Regions from separate parts of the Mus musculus genome. Here region 2 is linked to region 1. Evidence: chromatin contacts called from public promoter capture Hi-C data. All regions are on one chromosome and are shown on one strand. The core of a region is the stretch at or near the end of the contact, and the rest is flanking DNA. Distances in the headings are between cores, read along the strand shown. Region 1 overlaps Derl1 (Der1-like domain family, member 1). Region 2 holds the start of Rnf139 (ring finger protein 139).

The links. Promoter capture Hi-C pulls out the DNA fragments that hold promoters and counts their contacts.
Region 2: a promoter capture Hi-C map of liver shows a contact between it and region 1, with 2.6 times the contacts expected there. The contact joins the promoter of Rnf139 here to the enhancer-like site in region 1. A contact is called at or near these places in 13 of 39 promoter capture datasets (the 3T3-L1 cell line, 3T3-L1-derived adipocytes, the C10 cell line and 8 more) and 1 of 484 Hi-C or Micro-C datasets (the G1E-ER4 cell line).

Annotation. Positions count from the first base shown.
Region 1 is chr15:57,877,595-57,883,315 of GRCm38.p6, forward strand. Derl1 (Der1-like domain family, member 1) reads right to left here. Exons shown (of 8, transcript NM_024207.4): 3 at 2,406-2,470; 4 at 1,455-1,481; 5 at 891-986. Among named protein-coding and RNA genes, the nearest start is that of Derl1, 12 kb to the right of the region's middle. Within about 2 kb of position 3,472, at least 40 of the 459 cell types and tissues checked have an H3K27ac peak or open chromatin away from gene starts, as enhancers often do. A contact at or near this core is called in the G1E-ER4 cell line and liver, where this site is marked.
Region 2 is chr15:58,885,610-58,891,668 of GRCm38.p6, forward strand. It overlaps Rnf139 (ring finger protein 139), which reads left to right and starts at 3,620. Exons shown (of 2, transcript NM_175226.4): 1 at 3,620-3,885. The coding sequence starts at 3,705. It overlaps Gm36509 (a long non-coding RNA gene), which reads left to right. Exons shown (of 2, transcript XR_384121.2): 2 at 760-986. It also overlaps a transcript of Tatdn1 not described here.

The DNA of each region.
Region 1 (5,721 bases), core at 2,222-4,721:
CAAATCTAAGGCCGGCCCTACTGCACTTACATCTTCCTATCTAAAACTAAACTTATTTGTCCTACTAAGTTAATATTCACAAGGAAACTAACAAGTATCTTATGGATGACAGTAAAAACACCCCAAACAGAACCACTGGAAGACTTCAAAAGCGATTGTTATAAGTAATTAACTTGAATTTTTATCTAACATTGTGTGTGAATGTCCTGAACTAACAGTCTCCCAACAAGATATTAGGGTTCCAGATCTGACACCCTAGACCAAACTTAAGCTGAGTGAACTTCAATGGAACTTCAGAAACTAGTAAAAGGGAGCTTAAAAATAGTTATGAGTCTAACTGGGGTAAGTAGTAGCCCGCAGACTAGACAAGTCTAACTCCAGCCAGGAGCTCAAGCAACATTCAGTTCTATAATTACAGGTCGTCGTTACAGGTAGAAAACAGCAAACTCCAGGAACATAGGGGGTGCTATTCTAGGTACAGTATGTGGCACCTAATAGGAAGTGCAGGAGTGACAAAAAGATTAGAAATCGCGGGTTTCTGCATGTTGTCTCTCTTGTAATCCCTCTTGTGTGCTCGACCCCTCTCTCTCTCCACACACACACACACACACACACACACACACACACACACACACACACACACACACACACACACACACGATCACTGAGGGGCATATCCCTGAAGAGGCTTAGAGGGTTTGGAAGTAACAACAGCAAGGGATGCTGGGATGCTAGGAGCAGGACTGAGGAGGGGGAGGCAGACGCCTGCCTGTGGTACACTACTCTGCAGCGACCCCTTCTGGAAGTGTCAGAAGGTACACATCTGAGCTCAGGCAAGATTACCACAGACTAAGTTCCACTGAGCTATATATTCCTCAGAGGTAAACTACCTTAAATCGCGTTCCGAACCAGAACGACACGATCAGGTCTCTGTTCAGCTGGGCCCAGACGTAGAGCACTGACATGATCAGAGGGATCATCAGCAGCTGCAAAGGAAGTCAGGACAGGAAGCTCAGCGCCACAGGCACGAAACAAGGCTTAATGTGACTGCCTGCCTATCCTGCCCACCTCCCAAACTGCACAGGAAACCCTAATGTCACAATCACAAACTAACCGCATTATTTATCATACAATGAATGCCATAAAAATCTATGATCAATACATGAACTCAGAAACATCAGTTCAAGCTGTTATTTGAAGGAAAAAAATATTTTCCTTAACTATCTAATCTATTTTCAATGAATACATAACCCCACACACACCCAGGAAATACTGCATAACCATTACTCTGAGCATTCAAGCATAAGCCAGAAATGAACAAGGAAGCCAATGGTTAGATATGCCTACAAGAGCCTCAAAGGCTTAGCTAACAGTATAATCAGTTCTCATTCTATGCATTCAATGTAATCCCAACTTCTGAAACATACAGAAGGGCAAATAGTTGAAAGTCTTACCTGCATATCCATTGCTAAGCCAGTAATCTTGGTTTGTAAAGTCAAGGATCATATGCAGAAAGTATTCTATAGATACCAAGGCTGAGCTGCTCATTTCTCTCCAGTGAACGTCACTACACTGTTCCAAAGGAAAACACTTTCTAACTATCAGATTACTCAAGATATAGGAACACACAAAAGTTCTGATCACTGCAGAAATATCCACTCGCCAGTACAGTCAGTAGAGCAGGAGACATGGAAATGAACAGCCTCACCATGACCTGCTCACCTGGTATCTTCTTCTACACCCTACTACTATTTTACTATTTAGCATTCAACTACAGGATAGACAGATCTGTGCATTTGAAACAAATGCTTACACTCAGGGACAGCTTTTTTTTTTTTTTTTTTTTTTCTCCATTCTCTTAAAGGAGAGGGAGTATTCCAGGCCTTTATGTTTCTGGCTCTTGATCAACTTTAAACAGTCGTCAGGTCCAACTGTTTGCTTATCAATAGTGCCTCACACAGAGATAGACCATGCCCAGAGGGGGGTGCTTTATGGACTAGATTGTTATTTAGGACCAAAAGATGGACAGCAACGAAGTCATGAAATGATGCTGGCTGTAAATTAATTTCTGGAAAGAACCAGAAAGCTGTCTTGTGGCTGGCATGGAATATCTGTGCTTCAGTCAACAAACTGTCATCCCAGGGAACACAGAGAACTGGGCTCAAGGAGACAGCAATAAAATTCCACTGAATATGGATAAAAATCCCAGAGACTCCAGTGAGAGAAGGCATCTCCAAAACATGGGATTTACCCTGGCTTCAAAGACAGAACCTGATATTCTCATTATTAACTATAGTTTTTAAAAGGTATCAAAACTGATTTAAATCGTTTTTAGAATACTATTTCCCAAAACCTTAAAAGGGAAGTAGGGAGTTCATTATGGCCTGAGCAGCCCTGAAGGATACAACGATGCAGATCCAGTTAAAGAGAAGCATGAATAAATAGTCTGCTGGCCTCCCGTCAAAAGCTCCTGGAAACAAACACAAGGCAAACATCAGGCTTTAGAACTGGGGAACAAAGTAGCCTCTACAGAGAAAAATACTTTAAAAATAATACTGAAGACATTTAACATCACTTCTTTAAAACAAAAAGTGTGACCTTTGGGACATAGGAGCACCTATCTGCAAAACAGAGGACTAAGCAGGATAGCGTGGACGACTCCTCTCTACGGCAATGCTCACAGCAGCACTAGTCACGGCAGCCACGAAATGGATTAAACCAAGGGCCCATCAACATTATCTATATAACTGACAACAATGAGGGATGAACTACATCTACATGCTACGTAGGAGAACCTTAAAATGACACTAAGTAAAAGAAACAGTCACAAAAGATCACAGATGGTATGATCCTATCACAATTATTACAAGAAATTACTAGTACAGGCGACTCTAAAAAGCAGAAAGGGAACAGAAGTTTCCTATGGCTTGCATGGAAGATGGATTGAAGGAAATGGGCAATACTAACAGATATAGACTTTAGAGGCAAAGAAATGTTGTAAATGGATTATGATAATGGCTGCACAATTCTACAAACGTATTAACTGAATTTAAACTCAAATGAGGAAGCTAGATGGGATGTAAGATTAACATCCTCCACTGGAATCCATGGAAGATGGGAGCTGAGAGCTTCCCTGTATACTAAAACCTACAAATATCCACAATCCTTAGATAAAATGGTATAATATTTGCATAGAACCTAGATATTCTGACCTATACTGTAAGATAGATCACATTCCCTATGGTCCCTTTTACAATGTAAATTGTGTACCACCAGTTGCTACAATGTGTTGTTTAATAAGTAATGACAAGGAGGAAACTGTACAAGTTCAGTAGACTTATTTTCCAGCTATTCCAAATGTTTCAGGCAGCTGACTCATGACACAGAACCCACAGATAAAGAGAGCAACTTTTTATCTCAAAGAAACTGTTTCAAAAGTGCCTCTCAGTTTCAACATTCCAGAGCGCTCTGACTGGAAATAAAGGGAAGCAACTTCTAAAGATAAAAGCAAACAAAACCAACCAGTCATCTAGCACGGCAGGTTCTCTTGCCTGTTTTTCATACACAAAATATTACAGCAGCTTACGTTATCTGACCAAGTTAATAAAGTGGGTAAATGGACTCAAAAACACAGATAAACAAGAGCAGAAGGTGGCCAGAGAATCTCACAATTATATCAGATCTAGCTCCACATCAGAAAGAGTCCTTAAGGCCTGACTTCAGAGCTATGCTGGGTAGCAATGAGTGAAAGAGAATTATATGTGACATTCTGCTTCAAATAACCAAGGCAAGAGCGCTGATACAGACAAAACCAGATATGATGGGGGGACGACAGTCAAGGAGACTCACACCAACATATACCACAATATGAGTGAATTGTAACAGGAGTCTGCACTAACAAAGCCAACACTGAGTTAAAGAAGCTGGTCACAAACTACATTAAACATGGCCCACACAGGCAAATCCACACAGGAAGTAGACTGGTAATAGCCAGGAGCTGGGGGAGGGGTACTTTGGGTCTACTACAGGGGTGCTAATGAAAACATTGTGAAATTAAATTGCTGTGATGGTTACAAAAGCGTTAAAAAAAAACACTGAATCATAGGCTCACAAAAGGTTAAAATGTGATGTGAGATGAATTTTTCTCAGTAAGAAGAAAAAGGTTCACTGGTCTTTTTCTCTAAGAAGACCCTGTATATGTTTACATTTTCCATAGGAAAAGCTCACAGCTTGTCACGGATCAGCCACACTTCACCCAGTATGTACTACACTGGTGTTTAAAGTAAGAGCTACTCCAACAACTTCATCATCACTTAGACGAAATGGAAGAGCAGAATGCTAAGCGACTGCTCCTCACTGCTCTACTCAGCACTACCACCAAGAACTGAACAAGGGAGAGTGAAACCCAAAGGTTCTGGGAGGCAGGAGAGCCCTGGTACACTTCAGGAGGGCTCTGGTATGGTGGTGGGGCCTAGCACATTTATTGGGGGGGGGCGGTATGTGTGTGTATGGTATGGGCATGTACATTAGTGTGCATACAAACAGAGGTCAGAGGATAACTTGCTGGGAGTCAGGTCTACACTTGCACCATGTGGGCTTCAGGAAATTGAATTCAGGTTGTCAGCCTTGGTGGCAACAGCTGTGAGACAGAGGCAAATTTTCAAACACTTGAGCAGACTCTTAAGGACGATTCAGAAACCTGACCTAAGCAAGAGCCAGCAGTTGTATAAAAATCTCTGAAGTCAGCCAACTTTGCAAATCACTTACATTTAACAAAAGTGGATCTGTATTTTGACTAGGGTATCAATTTACTGCTTCCTTGTATAAGCAACTCAAGCTAGCATATAAGGTATTGTGGAAATACTTAATTCAACAAGACACTTGTAAAGCACTGGATTGCTTCTCTATTATATCATACAAGATGGTATATTTGGAAAAACTACCGCAGTACAAATCCTGCCTTAAAGCTGTTGTCTACATGTAAACACGTAGCATATGTATACTACATGTGTAGTATATGCATGTGTGCATGTGCAGGTGCCCATGCTGCATGTGTGAAGGTCAGAGGTCACCATCAGAATCTTCCTCTATTGTTCATCACCTTATTTTTTGAGCAAGGCCTCTGACTGAAAATGGACCCCAACAGCTGACTCCTCTAGGTAGAGAGAGCCCCCCAGGATCCTCAGGGGTCTTGGTCTCCAGGCACTGGACTGCAGGCGCACAAGTGCCACACCCAGCTTATCTGCGTGGCTGAAGGGTTCTGGACCGGTCCTCACAAATGCATTTTCTTCACTGTACCATCCTCTCCAGCCCCTGAGAAGGAGACTAAGCTCTGAACTGCCTCGCACTCTGTCTGAAAGACACGTACATTCTAGCCTGGCTTCATTCTAGCAGGACAAAGACAAGAGTAAGTATAAGAACACAACCCAGACAATCAGGAGATGGAAGGACATGCAAAATTTTGATCTGATATTATTTCTTTTTATAACAAATTACAACTCATTCTGTGATTAAAAACTCAATATGGCTGGGCATGGTAGTGCATACCTTTAATCCCAGGACTCAGGAAGTAGAGGCAGGTGGATCTCTGAGTTGGAGGTCAACTGGTTATAGCCAGGGATAGATGAGACTTTGTCTCCAAAAAAAAAAAAACAAACACAAAAACACAAAACAAAAATACTCTACTAGCCTAATACAGTCATGACCCAGTGAGCATGCAAG
Region 2 (6,059 bases), core at 2,370-4,869, 1.0 Mb after region 1:
ATCTGTAACAAATTGAGTATCTATACCATACTCCTAAGCTATAAACAGAATATTGGAAAGAGTGTTGAAATAGCATAGTAGCTCCAATGGATATTTTTCCTAAAATTTATTCATGACATGCCATACTAAGTACTTCCAACATTTTTTCTTGTTTTATTTTTCAGTATTTTTGTTGTGGTGGTGATCATTCCCTAACACATGCTAGGGAAAGTGCTCTAACACACACACACTCCCCAGCCTGTAAATTGTTTGTTGATATAGAATCTCACTATGTAGCCTCATCTGGTCTCAAACTCACAGAGATCAGTCTGCCTCCTAAGTGATGGGATCACACGATGGTGTGCCACCACACTCAGCTTGTTTTATTTTATTTTATTTTATTTTATTTTATTTTTGTAAAATATAGAGCCAGGTGGTGCGTGCCTTTAATCCCAGCATTCCAGAGGCAGAGGCAGGAGAGTCTTTGAGTTTGAGGCCAGCCTGGTCTAGAATGAGTTCCAGGGCAGCCAGGACTACACAGAGAAACCCTGTCTGGGATTTGCCACCCTCCCCCACCGCCTGCCCCCAAATGCCATCAAGTTGCCTTTAGGAGACTAATCCTACGCTCTGGAAAGAGTAAACTCTGCAGTGCAAACTTGATTCTGTCACTATCGTTGCCTAGTTCTGTGTCCTTCAACAAGTCGGCATAGGATTGATGTGGCTGGTGTGTATGTAATGATGTCATTTCTCTTCTCCTCGCTCTCCCGTCTTCTGGATGAGAATGAGATAGGTAAACTCCCCGGAGACAGAAGCGGCCCGCTAACCGTGAAGCACATGCAAAGCGCTCAGCAAATGCTGCTGAAGGAAAAGCCAAATGTCAGGAAATGGAGACGCGCAACATTTACTCCCAACAGCACCATCACGCCTGCCTGTTGTTTCCTTTGTTAACTACATAAAGTCTGTTTGGACTTACAAAACCAGAAAATGTCAACACTTGCATTTCCATAGGCATCTGCATATCTGAATTTTATTTTACATAAAAGAGAAAAACCAAAACAAAAAACAAACACCCCCCCCAAAAAAAAAACAATTTAGAGACTATCATTTTAAAACAAACCCTAAGGACCTAGAAGTTATAGTCCATATTGTAACCCTCAGTTCCCATTCTTCTTCTGAAATTGGCATCATCCATTGGTAGGAAATACAGAAGACCTTGGAAGGGGTGGGGAAGGAGGGAGGCTCAAGTACTTGTCCCTGATTGCTCCCTCCACCTAAGGAAGCCAGGGTACACTAGTAAATTTCCTTCTGACAGCCTAGTCTATTTTTTTCCTTTGCCTGACAAGGCTTGACTGATGGATATCCAGAGAGAAGCTAACATAAGTTTTATACACCCTACTTTTAAAGTACCAGAACTTGGGAGGCAAACACAGGTGGGTGTATAGAAAGCATTTGAGGCCAGCCTGATCTATGTAGCTAGTTCCAAGCTGACTTGAGACCCAGATTTTAAGAAAAAAAAAAAAAAAAAAGCTACTAAGAAGCATTTGAATAATTAATGACAGACAAAAGGCTTTTGACTCATTAATGAGTGTTATCTTTGAACACAGGTATTCTGTGTATATTGCTTGTGTGTCAGTGTGAATATTGTCATAACAGACAAGATAGATGCGTATTAGTTTGTACTTTCAGATCATATTTTATTCTCTATTTTTGAATGGTAATAATACAATTCTCCCCCTCTCTCCTATCACATTTTTACTTTAGTGTTTCTGGACCCTCTTCTCTGTAAGAGCTTCACTCTTTTGACTTTAATTACACTGGGGGCATAATAAGAGAGGGATGAGTAGCTAATTTAATCCCTGAGGTTCCCTATGTAAGATTGTGTCATTCTTTCACTAAGGTTGCCTTCCTCTGGGGACGTTGTCATAGCCACAAGGTTAGTCTCTAGCCATGCAGTTTAGGAAAGTTACCCAGAGTTTCTAGAGTAGATCTGAAAAGGTAACCATCTGGTGGTCTTTTAAAAAATAAAATAAACCAGAGAAAGGTCTTGAGTTAGGATGGTGACAGCGGCTATAGGAAGGATAGGACTCAGTTACAGAATTTGGCTGTGGGTGAAAGAAGCAAAACAAACCGAAGTTTTAAGCTTTAAGATACCATTAGGTTCAAACTCTGGTTTTGATTCTTGTTGGTCTGGGGCATACACAGTCCCACCTGTTAGCACCTTTGTGATCTTGCAATTCGTTTTATCTAAACCAGTCTCAACCTTGATAAAACAGGTAGAGCAAATGCCTATCGTAATAGCTGATATAGAGGCTTTGGTAAAAGAAAACCGGGGCCTACAGTGCCTCGTATACAGATGGAAGAGGGGAAAGTGAGCAAACAAAGCCCAAACCACAAAACTGGGTGGAGGTGCCATCTTCCTGCTCCAAACACCTTCCCCCAAAAGGGTTCTGTTAAAGTCTGATAATTTTATTTACAGACCTCCTCCCTGTGCGGGTGTGGGGTGGAGTGGGAAGGGAGGTCCAACTTCTAGAGTCCTGCTGTAAACTGGCTTGTGCGCTTTGAGCTAGGAGCCCAAGTCAACCAGGCTTCCTGGTTTGCGATTTTGTGTTCCTTAAACCAAAACAGCTAAGTCTACAGTTCAGCCTCTGACCTTACTCTCTTCCTTTGCTGGAGAAGGAACAGAGAAACAACAGCCAGGTCATACCAATTCCACTGATAGGCAAGAAAGAGCGGCGAAAGAATGCGCTCAACTCTGATTAAGGATTTATCCAGGACAAGGATAAATCAAAGACCTCAGAGAGTTCTGGGTTCTTGCTCGTAAGTCAGGCTCCGAAGCCATTAATAAAATGTGCATGACCGTCCACGGGGACAGGGAGGGAGATGTGTAAACAGATGCGAGTGTGTTTTTCTTGGCAACACCTAACAACTCAAGGCCAGTGCCAAGTCTGGCTGGGATCGCCCTGTGCAGCCTCGCAGGTTATTTCCCCTGCCATTCCTCAGGCCTGGCCTCTGGGTGGGGAGAGGCAGGTAGGCAGGGCGGCGTCCTCCAGCTTTTCATCTCCCAAGCAGGACGAGGCGAGTTCAAGGGACACTCACTGGGCTCTACTAGACATTTAACACTGTCGGTGCGCAGTAGCCCAGCATCCCACGCTCGGGGCACGCCAACACCGAGGGGCAGCCACTCACAGGCGCTCGGGCGCTGGGACGCGGCGGGCCGGCGACGCGAGCGCCACCCCGCGGCGAGGCGAGGCGAGGCTAGGCGAGCCGAAGCGGGCGGGGACCATGGCAACGCTCGAGGCTCGCCGGGCCCCGCGTGCTGACGCTGCGCGGCGCGCCGGATTGTGACGCAGGGCCGCGGCGCCGGCTCCGCGTTCTCGAGTGACCGCGGGCGCCGCCTCGGGGGCCTCGCAACGGCAGCAACGGCCGAGGCAGGCGGGGTCAAGATGGTGGCTCCGCTGGCGGGGGAGGCGCTGGAGGGAGGAGGAGCCAGACCCTAGCCGGCCGGAAACACCGACGCCCCGAGGCCTCCCGGCAGCCGCTGCCGCCGCCCCCTGCTCCACCGAGGGACGCGAGCGGGCGGCGGGGCGGGCCGGGCCGGGACACAGGACAGGAGGCGGCCGGGGGCGGAGCCACTTTCGTCGGCGCCCGCCCCGGCCGCGGCCCCGGGCCTCCCCCGCGCCGCCCTGCCTGGCCCGGCCCGCCCAGCCCCGGTGTGGCAGCGGCTCATGGCGGCGGTGGGGCCCCCGCAGCAGCAGGTGCGGATGGCCCAGCAGCAGGTCTGGGCGGCGCTCGAAGTGGCGCTCCGGGTGCCCTGCCTCTACATCATCGACGCCATCTTCAACTCCTACTACGATTCCAGCCAAAGCCGGTTCTGCATCGGGCTTCAGATCTTTCTCCGGCTCCTTGGTAAGGACGGCGTAGGGCTAGCCCGCTGGCCGAGGCGTGCCCTCTCCCAGGCCGACGGGAACGGCAGGGCACTGGTGGCACGCGGCTTGGGGAACCACGGTCTGGTTCCCCAGAGGGCCTTTTGGCGGGGGTGCGGGGACCCGTGGTACTCGTGCCAGCGTTGACAGCTGAGTGGTGCTGGCGGGTCTGTGCCCTGCTCGGTTGGCACCTGGATGGGCGAGGAGAAAGCACGGCTGTGTGAGCATGCGGCTGTCTGTCTGCTGTTTCTCTTGGGGAATGACTGCTGGCTTCCAGCGTCCTATGCGACAGCCCTGGAAAAACAGCTCTCCGGGTCTCGCCGTGTGTGACCTTGGACTTGAGCCAGAGCTTGAGCCCCCTGTCTACCCATTTCACAGTGCAGAATACGTTGTCACTTCTGTGTCTTGGAGTCCACCGGATCGTGAAGTACTTGAGGTAAATGGCCACTCAAGCCATGAATGTCAGTCCTTGAAACCATTTCCAAAAGTCACCGCGAGGAAGGTTATACTTACAACGAACCCCTAAACTCTTTCTATGAGTAAATAATAAGGTGTTGGATGTGACTATGAAAGCTTACCATCCCAGGGTGATGAGACATCTGTGGGAGACTAGAAAGATCAGTCTTCATTTCATATGGATTGAGTGCTAAAAGTATTTTATATTTCACTTTCTATTTCTCTCTGTGCTACATACCAGAAGTGAGAAACACATAAAGAGATCTTTTCCAGATAATTACAGCTTGGCAGGTTTTGTTGATGAGATCATTACGATGAGTTTTTAGGTGGGTTCTTGCTATTGAAAGGTTGGGGGTGCGGGTACCTGGTAGTGAGGTCCTGACCAAGACCTTGAGAAGTGCGAGCGCCTCTGCTGCCTTATTCTCCCAGAAAAGGAGCGTCAATAAAGAAGCAGTTTTGTTCTTGGCAGTAACTCTTCTACATTTGTCTGCTAGAAAGCATTCTCACAGGTTTTACCTAATCCGTCGGTCACTCCTCAAAGGTGGATCGTGTTATTTAGACTTTACAGGTGAGGAAATGAGGTTGGAGAAGTTAGGTGTTTGGTTTCTGGTGCACAGCTGGTGTTTGCCAGAGCGTTAGAAAGGCTTCTGGTGTTCAGGGATGGTTCCCTTTTGTTCTTCCTCAGTGTGCGGAGATGCAGTACCCAGCGCTGTGACCCCGCAGTGCTCACCTTAAAGTTAACAAGAAAGAAAAAGTGGTGGTGATACTCTTCAAGCACAGGGCTTAGTGTCATCTACTGGGGATACAAGTTAGTCGTTCTGCTCTTCTTTATTAAAGCCACTTCCACCATTCTCTGTGTTCGAGAGGAGTCTGCATAGTCATCTCAGAGATAGTACATACAGCCACTGCCTTGAATGTCTTCATGGCATAATAACCGCAGATTCTGGCAACTTTGGGGGGACCTGAGGATTTAATGCATTTCCTGTTGGAGTACTCGACACTAGGTAGATTTATAGAAAGGAGTTTTCTTAAGTCACTTACGGTAAAAACATTTAAGAAAGTCAGTGTTCCCCCGCCCACTCCTTATACTTTATTTCTTCACAGAAGTTTTGTATTTGAGAATTTCAGGAAGAGCTCCATTTCACGAGTCTGTAGTTTTGTTTTCTCTACCTTTATAAAAACAATGATGGTATTGTCAACATAAAAACACAACTCATCTCAAATGGGATAAGAGATAGCTTATTCTGAAACCAAATCTGATTGACTGTGGCCCATGAACACTGATTGACGTTACCCCAAATTCCATGTTCAACATGGTAACAGTTTGATAAAAGTTTTATAACACAACACTTTAAAAACCATTAGTGGAATGTTAAGTAGGTAGGTGAAAGCAAAGCTGAAAGGTTCTTGTTATAGACCCAGGATGCTGTCTGTAGAAGAAGGTACTCTAGAGCTCTGGCTGTTGGGAACTAAGGCTTTAAGTTAGTATATTCCAAAAGGTTTGTATGTTAGTCACTGGATGTTAGATCTCTCTGACTTGGGCTAAAGATGGTCCAAGGTAGATTGTAATTAGGCTCTGCACCTGCAGCCTTCCACCTCCAGAGTCAGTGAGCTTCCACGCACTCAGCCTGCGGAGGTTACATTTTGAAGGTGCAGCTTCTCTAAGGAAGTTCACAGCATCTTTTTCATGGAGGTTATAGG